Linked DNA regions of Mus musculus: regions 2, 3, 4 and 5 are each linked to region 1. A link is a contact called in public Hi-C and HiChIP or PLAC-seq data. All regions are on one chromosome and are shown on one strand. The core of a region is the stretch at or near the end of the contact, and the rest is flanking DNA. Distances in the headings are between cores, read along the strand shown.

The links. A called contact is a pair of places that touch in the nucleus more often than the background predicts. HiChIP or PLAC-seq counts read pairs in DNA pulled down with a chosen protein or histone mark.
Region 2: an H3K4me3 HiChIP or PLAC-seq map of forebrain shows a contact between it and region 1, with 6 times the contacts expected there. The contact joins the promoter of Atp1b1 here to the enhancer-like site in region 1. A contact is called at or near these places in 11 of 39 promoter capture datasets (the 3T3-L1 cell line, the C10 cell line, cranial neural crest and 7 more), 2 of 484 Hi-C or Micro-C datasets (cerebellum and muscle stem cells), 17 of 115 datasets of contacts at active chromatin or transcription factors (the 230-238 cell line, SST interneurons, craniofacial prominence and 13 more) and 2 of 9 other capture datasets (adipose tissue and liver).
Region 3: a Hi-C map of muscle stem cells shows a contact between it and region 1, with 1.9 times the contacts expected there. The contact joins the promoter of Blzf1 here to the enhancer-like site in region 1. A contact is called at or near these places in 15 of 39 promoter capture datasets (the 3T3-L1 cell line, 3T3-L1-derived adipocytes, the C10 cell line and 9 more), 1 of 484 Hi-C or Micro-C datasets (muscle stem cells), 2 of 115 datasets of contacts at active chromatin or transcription factors (large pre-B cells and thymic regulatory T cells) and 1 of 9 other capture datasets (adipose tissue).
Region 4: an H3K27ac HiChIP or PLAC-seq map of regulatory T cells shows a contact between it and region 1, with 4 times the contacts expected there. The contact joins two enhancer-like sites. A contact is called at or near these places in 1 of 39 promoter capture datasets (embryonic stem cells), 2 of 115 datasets of contacts at active chromatin or transcription factors (pancreatic cancer cells and regulatory T cells) and 1 of 9 other capture datasets (embryonic stem cells).
Region 5: an H3K27ac HiChIP or PLAC-seq map of heart atrium shows a contact between it and region 1, with 7 times the contacts expected there. The contact joins two enhancer-like sites. A contact is called at or near these places in 1 of 15 datasets of contacts at CTCF or cohesin (the NIH/3T3 cell line), 3 of 484 Hi-C or Micro-C datasets (B cells, CD4 T cells and ventricular fibroblasts), 6 of 115 datasets of contacts at active chromatin or transcription factors (embryonic stem cells, epiblast stem cells, heart atrium and 1 more) and 1 of 9 other capture datasets (embryonic stem cells).

Annotation. Positions count from the first base shown.
Region 1 is chr1:164,813,323-164,816,022 of GRCm38.p6, forward strand. All of the region lies in intron 2 of Dpt (dermatopontin), which reads left to right. Among named protein-coding and RNA genes, the nearest start is that of Gm32569, 9.7 kb to the left of the region's middle. Within about 2 kb of position 1,424, at least 89 of the 459 cell types and tissues checked have an H3K27ac peak or open chromatin away from gene starts, as enhancers often do. A contact at or near this core is called in the 230-238 cell line, 3T3-L1-derived adipocytes, adipose tissue and 11 more, where this site is marked.
Region 2 is chr1:164,457,082-164,459,781 of GRCm38.p6, forward strand. Atp1b1 (ATPase, Na+/K+ transporting, beta 1 polypeptide) reads right to left here and starts at 1,274. Exons shown (of 6, transcript NM_009721.6): 1 at 680-1,274. The coding sequence starts at 776. Gm32391 (predicted gene, 32391) reads left to right here and starts at 1,442. Exons shown (of 4, transcript NR_168343.1): 1 at 1,442-2,659.
Region 3 is chr1:164,306,228-164,308,927 of GRCm38.p6, forward strand. It overlaps Blzf1 (basic leucine zipper nuclear factor 1), which reads right to left and starts at 1,257. Exons shown (of 7, transcript NM_001160209.1): 1 at 920-1,257; 2 at 212-289. The coding sequence starts at 251. It overlaps Nme7 (NME/NM23 family member 7), which reads left to right and starts at 1,445. Exons shown (of 14, transcript NM_138314.4): 1 at 1,445-1,527; 2 at 1,833-2,023.
Region 4 is chr1:165,074,634-165,077,333 of GRCm38.p6, forward strand. All of the region lies in intron 1 of 4930568G15Rik (RIKEN cDNA 4930568G15 gene), which reads right to left. Among named protein-coding and RNA genes, the nearest start is that of Gm51669, 15 kb to the left of the region's middle. Within about 2 kb of position 1,373, at least 121 of the 459 cell types and tissues checked have an H3K27ac peak or open chromatin away from gene starts, as enhancers often do. A contact at or near this core is called in regulatory T cells, where this site is marked.
Region 5 is chr1:164,365,341-164,368,040 of GRCm38.p6, forward strand. The region is part of intron 9 of Nme7 (NME/NM23 family member 7); the gene reads left to right. Among named protein-coding and RNA genes, the nearest start is that of Gm39690, 52 kb to the right of the region's middle. Within about 2 kb of position 1,286, at least 27 of the 459 cell types and tissues checked have an H3K27ac peak or open chromatin away from gene starts, as enhancers often do. A contact at or near this core is called in heart atrium, where this site is marked.

The sequences.
Region 1 (2,700 bases), core at 174-2,673:
TGTGTGTTTGTCTGACACAAGTTTTATATATCCTTGGCTTGTCTAGGACTGCCTTTGTAGATCAGGGATTCTTCAAACTTTCAGCAGACATTTCCTGTCTTTGTATCCTGAGAGTGCTGGGATTGCAGGCATGCTCCAATGCAGCCTCCTTCCCTTCTACATTGAAATTCTCTCTGCAGCATGCATGAGAAGCCTGTCAAGTGAATGTCTGGCACCTCTGTATTTTCGAGCATTTAGAGACTCAGAAATAATATCATTCCGGGATAGAAAAACAAAATCATCACCAACTCCCAGATGCATGTGGGATTTATTTGTTTGGTGGGAGCCAAGGTGCTGTTCTGATTTCAGCGTGATATCTCTCTGGATATCACAACATCACTGAAACCTGGCAAGAAAGTAAATTCCTGCTCGATGCAGGCATGCCATTTCTAATCGGTTCCCACTGGACTAGATGAGTATGTAAATGCAACACATATTTATTTAGCTGGAAGAATCCAAATTTGTAGTCCAATGGTCTGTTAACAGCCAACACATGTCACCAAAAGGGCGGCAAACAAGACTACGGAGACCTTTTGCCTCTTCCACTGTCCTCAAACAGCTCCAGCTCCTCCAGGTCACATCCCAGTCAGTCGGCCTGCTGGATGGAAGCTGCGCATATGCATCCTGGGACCGAGGGGTTTGAATTTAGGAACGTGTTCGCTTCTTTATTGTTTTGCCTAATGATCCTTCTCTGGATCTATGACTGATCAGTAGGTTTGTAGAATGATCTGCTTGGACACAGTCACTTGTTTAAATGACCTTTACATTGCCTTTCACTGTCACTGGCTTTCTGTGACACTCAAACTCAGCATTCTCCATCATTTCCCCCCTGACTTCCCCATCATGTCCAGTTTATAAGGCAGAGAGTAGCTTCGCTTAATTCCTGGACATTCCTAGTTCTCAACAACAAAAGTCAGTTAAAGAGAGCATTTGTCTCTTCTCTTCCACTGTGAATAATCCAGTCAAAGAAAATCTTTGTGAAATCGGGCACCTTTGTTCTGATTTTAACACTAGATGAGGTTTCTTGGCAAGACCATTCCTGTGATGCTGTGTCCAAGTCAGGAATGAGCTCATAGGCCTTCCGTCAGGGAGTCTGTCAGCCTGCCCTGGCTGGCTGGTCTCCTGTAGCATGTTTCCCAGAGGCCTGATAAAAAGAGGAACTGTACACACTGATGGCTCTGAGCTAGCATAGGAGCTATTATTGCAGAGATGGAAGCTCCTATATCTTGATAAAATGAATCTGGATGTTAGTGTTTAAGAGGGCACACTGCATGTGGGTACTCCTGTTTTTCACAAGCAGCCACCACCCTGCCCTGTGTACACTCATTCTGGAGAACCACAGCTCCCCTGAGCCTGCGCAGAATCAATTGTCCCTTTCCTCAGCTGGAGCAGCTGTCACAGTTACTGTCCCCTATTTATAATGTTGGCATCTATTTGCGCATATAGGAGATACTCCGTTTTGTGTTCAGACTTCAAACGCAGACACTTCAAAGATGTGTCTGATTGTCAGAGTATCAGCTCACCCAACCTGAGCCACTTAGAACAAAGCAAACCTGTCAATCACAGCCAAGTCCACTTCAATCCACAGGACTCTAGAAGACATCCTTCATTTCTTTATCCAATTAGTTACTAAATGTGAAAGGATAGAAAATATGTATATTTCACAGATTTAGGAGAAGTTCTGAACCATGGCTATTATATTGATTTATTTAGTGATATCATCCTTGTGCTCGTGGAGACCATGAGATATGGAAGCTGTGATGCTCTTCAAAAGAGTGAGCTTGATTCAGAAAGGTCCAGCCACTTCTAGATCCCATGTTATGTGTATAGTGTACAGCCACTTACCTTTATCACAGGAAGAAAATAAGAATACAGATCAAGTGTTAGGCAGCAACACAGCAGACATCTAATGGCAAAGTGAAGGAGGGGGGGGTGTTTGCTTTATTTGGAGGGAAGGAGAAGTTGGAGGTGAAACTGTCCTTGTTGATGTACAGCTCAGGGTAGCCAGGCTTATGACTGTCAACAGTAATCAAAACAAATGTGACCACTGCCGACCAGCCCTGGGCTTGAAGCAAGAGCTCGAGGCTCCCTTCCAAAACAGCAATTTGAAAAAAGTTCAGGGACTTTCCTCTTCTAATTTAAGTCACAGACATCCTGAGAACTGTGCTTCCGCTGTGTGGTGATACATATCTGAACCGTTTGAAATAGAAACCCCCAAATGCCACAGAGGATAGACACTAACATTTTATGTTCCCTCTCACAGCCCAGGTTCCCAGAATTCAGTCTGTCGACACAGACAAGGGCACTAATGTGACTGTAGAGGACATGGCATGTGGTCCTATTTGGCCAATGCCCAGCTCTCTGGGAGGGACCAAGACACCTGCTTCTTTGCCCCTGTCTATTTATATTTATTTTTTAATGTAAGTCCATTTGGGTTTTGTTGTAGTAAACATTTAACCTCAATTGAGGGTTTCTACCCCGTCTTTGATCATTCAGTTCTCAGATAAAGGACACACAACCTTTATATTTATATCCCCAATGAAGGATCTAGAGAAAAGACCCAAGGAGCTAAGGGGTTTGCAGCCCCATAGGAGGAGCAACAATATGAACTAACCAGTAACCCCAGAGCTCCCTGGGACTAAACCACCAACCAAAGAGTAT
Region 2 (2,700 bases), core at 24-2,523, 360 kb before region 1:
GGTATGTAATTTTCAATGGGGTATGAGGGGGAGTCCAGCCAAGGAAGCAACAGGCTGCATGAAATGCTCTAATATAACCTGTTTCTTCGTTTGTATCATGAAGAGCTTAAAAACACCATGTCTAGCCAAGGCTTAAAAAACGAGCCATGAATGGAGCTCACTGGGCCATTTCTGGGCTGTGATGACTGCAATGTGTGAGGACTGCAGTGTGGATGCATTTCTTCTCCCCGTTCCTATCCATTCTAGATACATTTCTAGACTGGAAGAATGATGCTATCTATCGCAGCATCGTCTGCATTAGAACAGGTACGCTCGTGAGTTCTGCTCACGGCCCCAAATCTCGTTTTTCTAAGGTCTTGGGAGATGGAAAGGGAGGGTACATACATAGGCTCCTGGAACCTGACCGAATTTCCCAGGAGGAAAGGCTTAGGAAACGAAGATCCCTACCATACCCAAAACCCTAGCTCCAGCTCCCCACCCGAGGCGCATCCTGGGGACCCCCCACATTTGTCACTGGATGCCAAGCCCAGGGCCGCACGCTCCTAGCAGCTCCTACCACCCACTCCCTAACACCCTGGTCAGCCCCGCGGGCGCCGAACTGTCCGCAGTGCTCGCGTACAGACGCGCCTCCTAAGAAAAGCCAAGGCGCCGACGGCAGAGCCGCGGAGCGCGTACTTACACCAACTACCACCGGTCCTGCCCAAAAACTCCTTCTTCTCCGAGTTCCAGATGAATTTCTTCCAGCTGCCTTCCTCCTTGGCTTTTCCGCGGGCCATGGTGTCTGCTCAGCAGTGGCGGCCGAGGCCGAGGGAGGGCGAGTGCGGCGCGCGCCCTGGGCGTCCTCGCGGCGGCTGCTCGGTGTCCCCGCGGCCCGGCTCTGTCTCCGAAAGCGAGACGCGCCGCTGCCGCTGCGGCTCTCCGAGTGCGAGGCGCGCCGCGGAGCAGCCTAGGCAGAGCGGGAGGAGGGGGAGGTGCGGCGGGGGCGGAGGGAGGAGGGACGAGGGAGGAGGGCGCGCGCGGGCTGGGCGGCTCCGAGCCCCGCACCTAGAGGTGGGCGCGCGGCCGCTCTCGGGCTTTCCCCGCACTCCGATCGCCTTCCGGGGGGCTCAGCGAACCCCGCAGCTGCTGCTTCAAGCTGTAGCTGCACCACTCTGCTTGCTGTGACCTCTGGCGAGATGGACCAGGGACAAGGAGGGAAAGTCACCGGGAAGGGCGAGCGGAGTGGAGCGCGGGCTCGGCACACGGGCGCGCAGGCCAGGAGCCGAGAAATTGGCTGAGGGCGCACGCCCTACCTTTACTATATACCGCGCCTCCACCATCCGTAGCTCCGCCTACCGGCGGCACGGCAAGCCAATCGCCAGCGCCGAGAAGGCGGGGCCTGAGCCCCCGAAGGGGCGGGCGCGGGGCCCCGCACAAAGGAGCCGGCAAAGCTAAAGGGGCTGGCACCGCAGCAGGGGTGCGGAGAGGGACTGGGGGCGGGTGAGTACTGCTCCCGCAGCTCTGCTGGCCCTCTCTCTGCCCCGAGCTGTGCCTGGACAATCCTCCTCGTCCTCCCGGCCCCCGCTCGCCAATGCTGTGGCCTGCACCTGCATCGCTCTCTGGGAACCTCGGAGACCTCAACTCCTTCGTACTGGTCTTACCCCTTCGTACTGGTCGGGGTTTACTGCAGGTCCACCTCCCCTAGGCCATGGCCAGGTGGGGGAAGGTCACTCCAGGACGCTAGTGACTCTGCCCAGCTCTGCTCCGCCTCTCTGCTTATGCACCTGCCGCCCCCTCGCACTCTCTGCCACTGCGGTTGCAGTTCCGGCCCGTCCCTCTTCTGCAGGCCAGCCCAGCGGGCAGCCTCGGTTCCTGACTCCTGGTCTGTGCTTGTGGGCGGCCTGAACCACCTCAATCCGGACAATTGCCAAACCCACCCTGGGCTGTAGCTGGGAACCGGTTGTGGCTCCTGCCAGTCTAGACCCCGGGGAACAATTTATGCACGTGACCCAGCCACCTAAGACTCTCCTGGCCCAGGTCTGTGGCTGGTATTCCCATTGGCTTACTGTTCTGTCTCACTGGGGGCACCCCTACCCTATACTGTAGAATTCTTGGAATGACAGAGCACTTGGGAAGACCCAGCTCACATGTCAAGATGTCGCAGAGCACTGTGTTGGACATGACCATTCTTTCCATCCTTGTTGGCTGAAAATCCGCCCTTATTTTCATCCACCGAGCCCCTGAACAGCTTTCCACACAGCTCTTATGGTGATGACACAGCAGAAAACATGGCGAGGCTTCTGCAGTGGCTGCAGAAAAGCCTGTCCCTGGAGCGACCTGGCCGGTCGCGCAAAGAGCTAGCTTCTTATCAAAGACCTTCCCAACACAGAGATGGGTTCCCAAGACACCCTGCCATTTTCAAGGTCAATCTTGCAGGCCCAAGGACAAAACCGAAGGGATGCAAAAATGAGCTTTTTCTCATTAATCCCACTTGCAAGACTGAAGAAAACCTTAAAATACCCAAAATTCAGGGGAGACATAGCAACTGAGTCTCATGGAGTCCACAGGGGCTGCCGACCCACTGTGTCAAGGACAACTGTGAGAGCAGCTTGTTGAGAAAGAAGTCACTCTGCTTTGCCCCTGCAGCGTTTATTTTGGAAAAAACCCAAGTTTGTGGTTGGTAAGCTATTAGAAGAGACTGTACCTGTAGATTTGATGCCA
Region 3 (2,700 bases), core at 7-2,506, 510 kb before region 1:
ATTACCTGCCTTACTAGATAATCAAGGGGGAGCTCTCTGAGTTCAAGGCCAATGAGTTCTAGGGCAGCCAAGGCAACCCAGAGAAACCCTGTCTCAAATAACGCCCTCCTACTCCAAAATAAACCCAAAACACAACCCTCCCCCCCAAACCAAAAAAGCAACCAATCAAACAAAAAACCAAATCAATTATTATCAAAACAAAAACACTTACCTTTGTTTTCCGAACTTTTAAGGGTAGTCATTTTTTCCATAACTAATGAGAATACAATCCAAGACTTTCACCGAAGACCTAGAGATGTATACATACGAAAGAATTAAAGCAATAACAATATATTCAGAGAATGCATCTACTTTAAAAGTTATTTTTTAATTGTTTCTGTCTTTAGTACCCACGTTCTTCATTATTTCCTTTTGACGGGCTGTAATGTATACCTGTTAAATAATGAAAACCCAGGCATAGGTTTAAGTGGTCTCTGGAGTCTAGACTGTAGAATAGGTGACCACACGTCCTAAAAGCTGACTGTTCCTAGATGTATACGATTCAGTACCCGGTCTAACTTCCTGAACATCACAAATCCTTGCCCTGGGAATGCATCCTGAAACTCTATCCAATGGCAAACAGAGACTTTAAAGTCAGAAACTTCGCTGGGACCATGCGATGCCGATGAGCAAGTGTCCTTGTCTAAGAAACACCGGGTGAAGGTGTGGGGAGGCATGGGTGCCGAGTTTAAAAGGAGAGGAGGTGGAAAAATTAAGCCTGTCAGCCTCATTCCCCAGGAGTATGAGCCCAAGTTTGTCCCTGTCAGGAGGAGCCTCTTCCCAGAACAACCTTTAAATCCCAAACCAATGGCTGCCGAACTCCAGCCCAGACCATCCTCTTCCCACCGCGTCCGGCACACGGGCCGGCTCCAGGACTTACCTGTGATATCCTTACTTCAATGTCCACCGCTCAGGCTCTTCACTCGCTCAGCAGCCGGCTGACTTGTAAACTCCCCTGGCACTCGGAAGCCAACCCGCCCAAGCCTCCCTGACACGCAGCGCCTCGCTCACTCTAATCACTTCCTATTACACAGGGTTTCATTTCCGGAATGCTCTTCTGAAGGACAAGGACCAACTGACACTTCGTGCTGTGTGTAAAATGAAGAGAGACAGGGTCTACTATGTATCGGCTCGGAAAGCGAAAACTGGAAGATATCTACTTAAAAAAAAAGTACCAATAGATAATGCAAGCGGTATGGACGCTTAAACTTCCGGGTCACTACCAGCCAGACGGAAGTGAACGCGTTGGAACGGAGAAGGTGGCGTCGCGTTGCCCCAGGCGATGAGGCAAAGGGTGGATCTTTGAGTGAATGGGCGGGGCCTAATTACTCCCAGCCAATGGAGACGAAGCAGCTTCGAGGCGGCGTCTTCGAAGCAGTGGCTGGAGGAAGGCGGGGCTTGCGTTGCCAGAGTAACCGGATCATTGGTGGTGGTGTAGTCTTCCTGTGTACAGGAATCTATTTCCTGTGCTGAGATCTACAAACTATGGTAAGTGTTATAGGGAGGCCCTATGAAAGGCTCCGAGACCCTGGTTACGGAACATCCAAGTCTTTGGGCGATTGGGCACCCCGCCTTTCATCACCTCTTACCTCGCTAGGAGCAGTTCCTTCTGCCTCTGCGCACCCCTTTTCTTGCAGCACCCTAATTTCCATTTTAGCGCCACTAAGACCTCAAGCTAGAGCAATGTAACAGAAAGTAAATGGGGGTGATATGGAATCTAAGAAAACCCGATGAGAATTATTTCGAATAAACCGTTTATAAGCTTGCATTGTTTATCTTTTTCGTTTTTCAAGCTTGCAGACCCTTATCGACGTGGTGCTGTCTCAACACTAACTTGGATCTGAATCTCCCTGAGTGCTGGAGTCAGTTCTCCCAAGCGGTGGAGTTCTACCTTGCATCTCCTACCAGGACCGCTTAGTAATAGCTGTCTGCTGGCTCAGCGTCTAGTTCATTTCATACTTTCCAGATCACTGTGTTTTAGCAGGTATGTTTTTCAGGATTACTTGGAGAGTTCTAGCATTCACCAACACCACCATAAATTATGACTGAATAGGAATGGGGCTTGATACTTTGCGTTTTAATAAGCCTTTAGATGGTTTTAATGTACCCATTGCTCTAGTGCACAGAGTTCTAGTTAACTCATCTTTAGTCATCTCTGCACTTGTGCGTGGTGGACGGGACAGAGCAAAATGTTGCCTTCAGGTGGGTGTAGCTGTGACTTAGCAAGAGGCATCTGCACAATGAGGCTTTCTCATTGACTGACGTTCAGCAGTCCTTTTTGTTAACCAATCTGGTCCTTTGGTACCAAAGAGACCTTTTCAAACCTTTACTTCACAGACCCAATCTCTTTCCTCCCTCTTTTCTCCTTTCTAGGCACTTGACAGAATCTAAGAGGCAATGTATTCAGTATTGGATTCCAAATAATCAATGATTTTACCTATTCTGTAGCCTCGTATTTCTACTTTAACGAAGGAAGTGTGGAAGTGACCGTTCATCTGTTTTGCTCTTGATTTCTCTTGCTCCCATCTATTGTAACCATTTGTGGCATGAAGTTAGTTAGCATTTGATCTGGTGTGTGTGTGTGTGTGTGTGTGTGGTGTATGCTGATTTTGTTTTGTTTTGTTTTGTTTTTCGAGACAGGATTTCTCTGTATAGCCCTGG
Region 4 (2,700 bases), core at 123-2,622, 260 kb after region 1:
TGCCACCCATCCAACAGGGAAAAGTCAGTGGACATACAAGAAATAAGGGCTTTTTTCAGACCACAGCCACGGAGGGAGGATTGTTTTTTTTACTCACTGCTAGTAGTGTGGTGTGGGTGTGTGTCTGTTTGTGTGCATGCATGTATGTATGAATGTATATGTGTATGTACATACGTTTTTACATGCATGTGTGGGGCTGGAGTACATATGCAGAGACAAGAGTGGGACACAAAAGTGAGGCACCAACTGATGTTCAATATAAAGTTTCTAAATCAAAGTCAGAAGTAACCTAAGTATTACAAAACAGTGGAAAGCGTCCTCTCTCAATGTGCCTGCTACCCAAGTCCTTTCCTTAAACCTGTATCCAAAGGGCCATTTAGAATATTTTTCCTTGGGGAGTCTTTAAATAATTTGCCTCTGAAAAACTTTTATTAAAATTTAAATGCCTTAGGAAGGGGAATACTTAAGCAAGCATCTGTCACTATATTTGAAGAGGATTAGGATAGATAACTAAGAAGGGTCTGGAAAATCAGACTCTAGCTCAAGGGTAGAGAAAAAGACAGGACAGGGGGAGTAGAAACCCTGAAGGGGAGAAGCGCACACATGGAAGATGAGCTCTAAACACCATTTCCCTGGTTTTGTGTAGAGTCTTCGGGGGCAACTGCCTCTGGAGAAACACATTGCAGATCACTGAGACAAATTGAATTGGTTCAGGCTACAGTAGCAGAGAAGCCAAGGAACTGCCTGGCTGGAGGGCTTTCTGATGAAAAAAAAAGCAAACAGTGGCCTGGCTGGAGAGATGGCTCAGTCTTATAAAGGCTAGGCTCATGACCAAAACACCAAGAACAAACTGTGGCTTCTTAGGAGCTCTGTGACCTCAAACTGTTTGCAGCCTGGCCACTGCTAGACACCATCACGGGTGCATCAAGCCGTAGATGGGTGGAGAAATGGGACCTGCAATATCTGTAAGGGGACCAGGTCCAGGTGGGCAGCCTCCAGTGTGAAGGGAACTTGGGGAGGAGATGCAGAGAAAGCAATGATGGGTGGAGAGCAAGAGCAGAAGAGTGGGGAGGGAAGGTTAAGCATCTGGAAAATTACTGCAGTCTCAGGGCTTTAGCTGCCTCAAAGCCCAATGAGTCATCAGCTGGTTGCCTAGGCAACAGCTATTTTCCTTCTGCTGCTGATCAATTTCATCTGCACAAATGTCCCATGAAGCCGTGAGCTGTGAAGATAATAGACCCGAGTCACAGAAATCCCTGCCAAACGAGGTCTGCATTTTAAATGTTCTGAGCCAGACTTTATGCATATCCAGCTGTCTCCATCTCTGCAGTCTCCATCCTAACCACAGAGAGGCAGCCAAGGAGGGGCAGGAACAGGCAGAGGAGGGGACTGTCACCTGTTATCCTAGTGACAAGCCCAGGGACTGCAGCTACCAGACCTCACCACCTCCAGTTTGCCAGGGTAGATATATAGCCATCTTTGTTACATTTCTCTGAGCAGAAATGGATGTCTGGATGTGAAGCAGCCCCAGAGGTCGGTCCAGTGCCCTTCAGCCTGTGCTCTCAGATTCAGAGCAGAAGATGGTGCTCAATGGTCCACGCATCATTCCTGTGCCTGTTTTATCTCCTCCCCCACCTCACCCTTGGCATTTGTGACTGCATCAAATATGTGAATGTAATTATTTGTGTGTTTTCCCCACGAAAGCAAATGAGGACCGTCATTTTTCCTATACATCAGGTATCCTTATCTTCTGGCCTACCTCATCAGCCTGCACATATTAAATAATCAGAAGTTTGTTGAGCAACAAGTGGACAGATGACTGCATTTTGTTTTGTTTTGTTTTGTTTTTAAACCTCCCTCTGAATGAGGTAAATCCATTTCTAAGGTCACTTCTACACTACAGATATGGCAGTAGCTATATAATACGACAAAGTCAGAAATTGCCATAACTTTTGTGTTTTCTATCATTCAGTCTTGTAACCTGCCCCCTCCCAAAAGAACAGATCTGAGTTTCATATATACATGGTCAGCTGGTAGCACAAAAATGAAAGAAGCGCCACGTCCTTCGTATGCCGTTATCAGTCAGGACACGCACATTCCATACATGTTCTCATCACATCAATGATTTTATAATTCCCATTTTACAGATGAAGAAAATGAGACTAAGAACAGTTATATAGCATATGGATGGTAGCCTCAGCTGCCATTCTGGACCAGAACTCTTCTCCACTTCCTGATATCTCATGTGCCACTGTATCCCTGTAGGTGGCATTTCCAAAAGCACATTGCTCCTCCTTCAAACAGCCTGGATGACATGTCAGCCTGAAGCGGTTTTTATGTGCCCTGTATTTTCCAAGCACCTCCATCTAAAGCCAAGGTATTGACGTACTCATGTGAGCCTCCCTACAGTCCTGTTTGCCGGCTGGGCAGATATCATCTGCCACATATTTTAGATGTCGAAAACAGAAAACAAAAAGCCCAATGACTTGCTTGAAATCATTTTGCTGAATGCACCTAGGACTCGAACACTGGTGCTCAAGTGCTTTGAGACCTACTAGCCCAAGAGCTCTCTGGATAAACAAAGTCCTTGAGGGTCACAGTGTGATGACCACACGCCACTTGCTCTTCAGAGCTGTCCCTAGGAAGCTTCAGAGGAACAAAGCACTGGTGCATTTTGTCAGCTAACTGCAGGAACCCTCT
Region 5 (2,700 bases), core at 36-2,535, 450 kb before region 1:
ACAATGACGACAAAATTAAAGTGTAGAAAACATCTCATCATCAAAGCTGTAGCATGTCCCACAGTATTTCCCTCTGTCCACACATCTTCACTTGGAAATGTTCGCTGCAATGAGTCATTGGTCTGGTCCGAGGCCTCTGGCTTCTGCCACACCATTGGTACTGGATCCGGGACTCGTCCCAGTTATCCTGTTGTTGCCCTCCTATGTCATGGCAAGTCTTCTGCTTTGGAATTGCAGGACTGGCCCTCTCGTGCTCTCCAACAGTTCACAGATGGTGTAGAATTTAGGGTGGGCCAACTCAGACCCCTGGATCTGGGCCTAGAAGTATATTAGAGAGCTGAGCAAGCTCTCCAGCACTGCCCCAGCTAGCCCACCCAATGCTGCCGCCAGCAGGGTTAAGGTCAGCTCTCCTGCTCTCCTGCTCTTTGTGAGGGACCACAAAAGAGCAGGAGAGCAGGATAAAAGTTTCACTCTGCCCAGTCAAGGTACCAGAACCACTCTCTCAGTTGATGCACTTGTGGCCCCTAGTGAATTGTTTCTTGATTGTCTTAGGGTTTTATTGCTGTGAAGAGACACCATGACCATGGCAACTCTTACAAATGAAAACTTTTCATTGGAGCTGGCTTGCGGTACAGAGGTTTAGTCTTTTATCATCATGGCGGGGAAACATGGTGGCACAGATATAGACATGGTGACAGAGAGGTAGTCAAGAGTTCTACATCTAGATCTGCAGTGCAGCAGGAAGAGACAGTGAGCCACTAGGCTGGCTTCAGCTTTTGAAACCTCAAAGCCCACCTCCCAGTGATACACTTCCTCCAACAAGGTCACACCTCCAATAATGCCCCTCCCTATGAGTCTGTGGGGGCCATTTTCCTTGAAACTACCACATTGATATTCAGAGGTTTGTGTAGTTCCTCCCATATTGACTTTTGGACTTGACTGTGACTTTCTTTAGCACTTACCTTCCTAAGGCACGCTGCAGTCACAGGCTTGCTGAGCACACGTGCATTGGACTTTGTCTTTGAGTGCTCTAGTTAGAAACCAGTGGTGTGACTAAGAAGCTCTGATGAACACTACCTGGAGTCTTGCCCTCAAGACAAGCTATAGCTTTCAGAAGTGTCAATCTAATTCTACGATTTGCTGACAAGCCCCAGAAATGCAGATCTCAAGCTGCTCATCCAAACAATGCCATGTATAACGAAAGTCTCGCCTCTAGCACCGGGAGCTGACTTCATTCACTGAGAATGACTCTGAGCCTGAGGTCTGTGGCTAGACCAGTCTCTGGAGCCAAGTGCCTATTGTAGGCTTCACTGATGGAGAGGTGAAGAACTCGGGGAACCTCCGGGTGTGAGTGGGGGTGTGTGTGTGCTTGTTATCTGCATCACAGTCCTCCACGATGATTAATGCCCAGGAGTTTGTGCAGCCCTCAGTCCTGTGGCTGCATTCCTCACATTATGATACTTGGGAGCAACCCCCTGCCTCACAGTCACCTCAGGGGCTACAAATTGGTAGACTCAGAAGGGTGGGGCAGTCAGTCCAACCCTGGGACTGAAAAGCTAACTGTGACCAGCAGAGGCCGCTGCTAAGCAACTAGCAAAGTGAAGGCCTTTGGGGATGTCAGACAGTCACCAGCACAGTTCAGCACAGAGCAGCAGAAAGCACAGGAAGACACTGTGCACTCCTTTCTGGTCTTTCCGTTGTACTTTTAGGAACATTTTACTTAATTTTACTATTTTAATATTTACTATATTTTATACCGTCTTCTATCCATCTTTTTTAGTCATCTCCATAATCTCCATGCCCTTGTCTAATTTTGTTTTTTCTTTATTGAGCAATCTTCTATCAGCCTTTTTTTTTTTTTTTTGTCTCCTTATCTACCTTTAGTAGTTTTTTGACTGTATCTTTCCGATTTTGTTATTGTTTTTGTTTTTTTGAGTCAGGGTTTCTCTGTGTAGTCCTGGCTGTTCTGGAACTCACTCTGTAGACCAGGCTAGCTTCGAACTCAGAAATCTGCCTGCCTCTGCCTCACAAGTGCTGGGATTAAAGGCGTGTGCCACCACTGCCCGGCTCTTTCCAATTTTTAAAAAGGCTTGTATATGTTTTTGGTTTATTCCCTTCTTATACTTATCTGTTAGTTATGCATTTTCCCATGAAATCTTTTTGTTTTCCTCTGCTCCAGTCTCTTGCCTTTTGCTCTTGCCTTCTTTACATTCTTCTCCATTCCTTTTCTTTAGCTTGTCTTTTCTTCTTGTTCTTTCCCGTCTTCATTTACCTTATGTATCAATAAAAAATAACAATGAGTAGGTGGTAAAGCATACAGGAGTGAGCCTTCCACAGCCAAGCAGTCACCTCCGAAGGGGGGAGGCTAACTGTTGGAGACCTGTAACAAGAGCTCCGGCTTGGGATGTCGCTGGTAGTTAGCTCCAAAACTATTTATTAAACTTCACATGGATGCCATACCCTGTACCATAGGTTTATTTTTATTAACAACTCATATATGGAAATTAAGTAAAGCATAAAATGTATGGTGCACACACACACAAGTATGCTTGTGAATGGGTTGAACATTTTAGAAGAACATGGGAGAAATGAACACAGCAATGAATGCCTTTATTAAGAACTGAAATTCTAAAGTAGGGGAAAATTTACTTTCATGATATACAACTTTATTTTCATTTTATGTGTTTCATCATTTTCAAA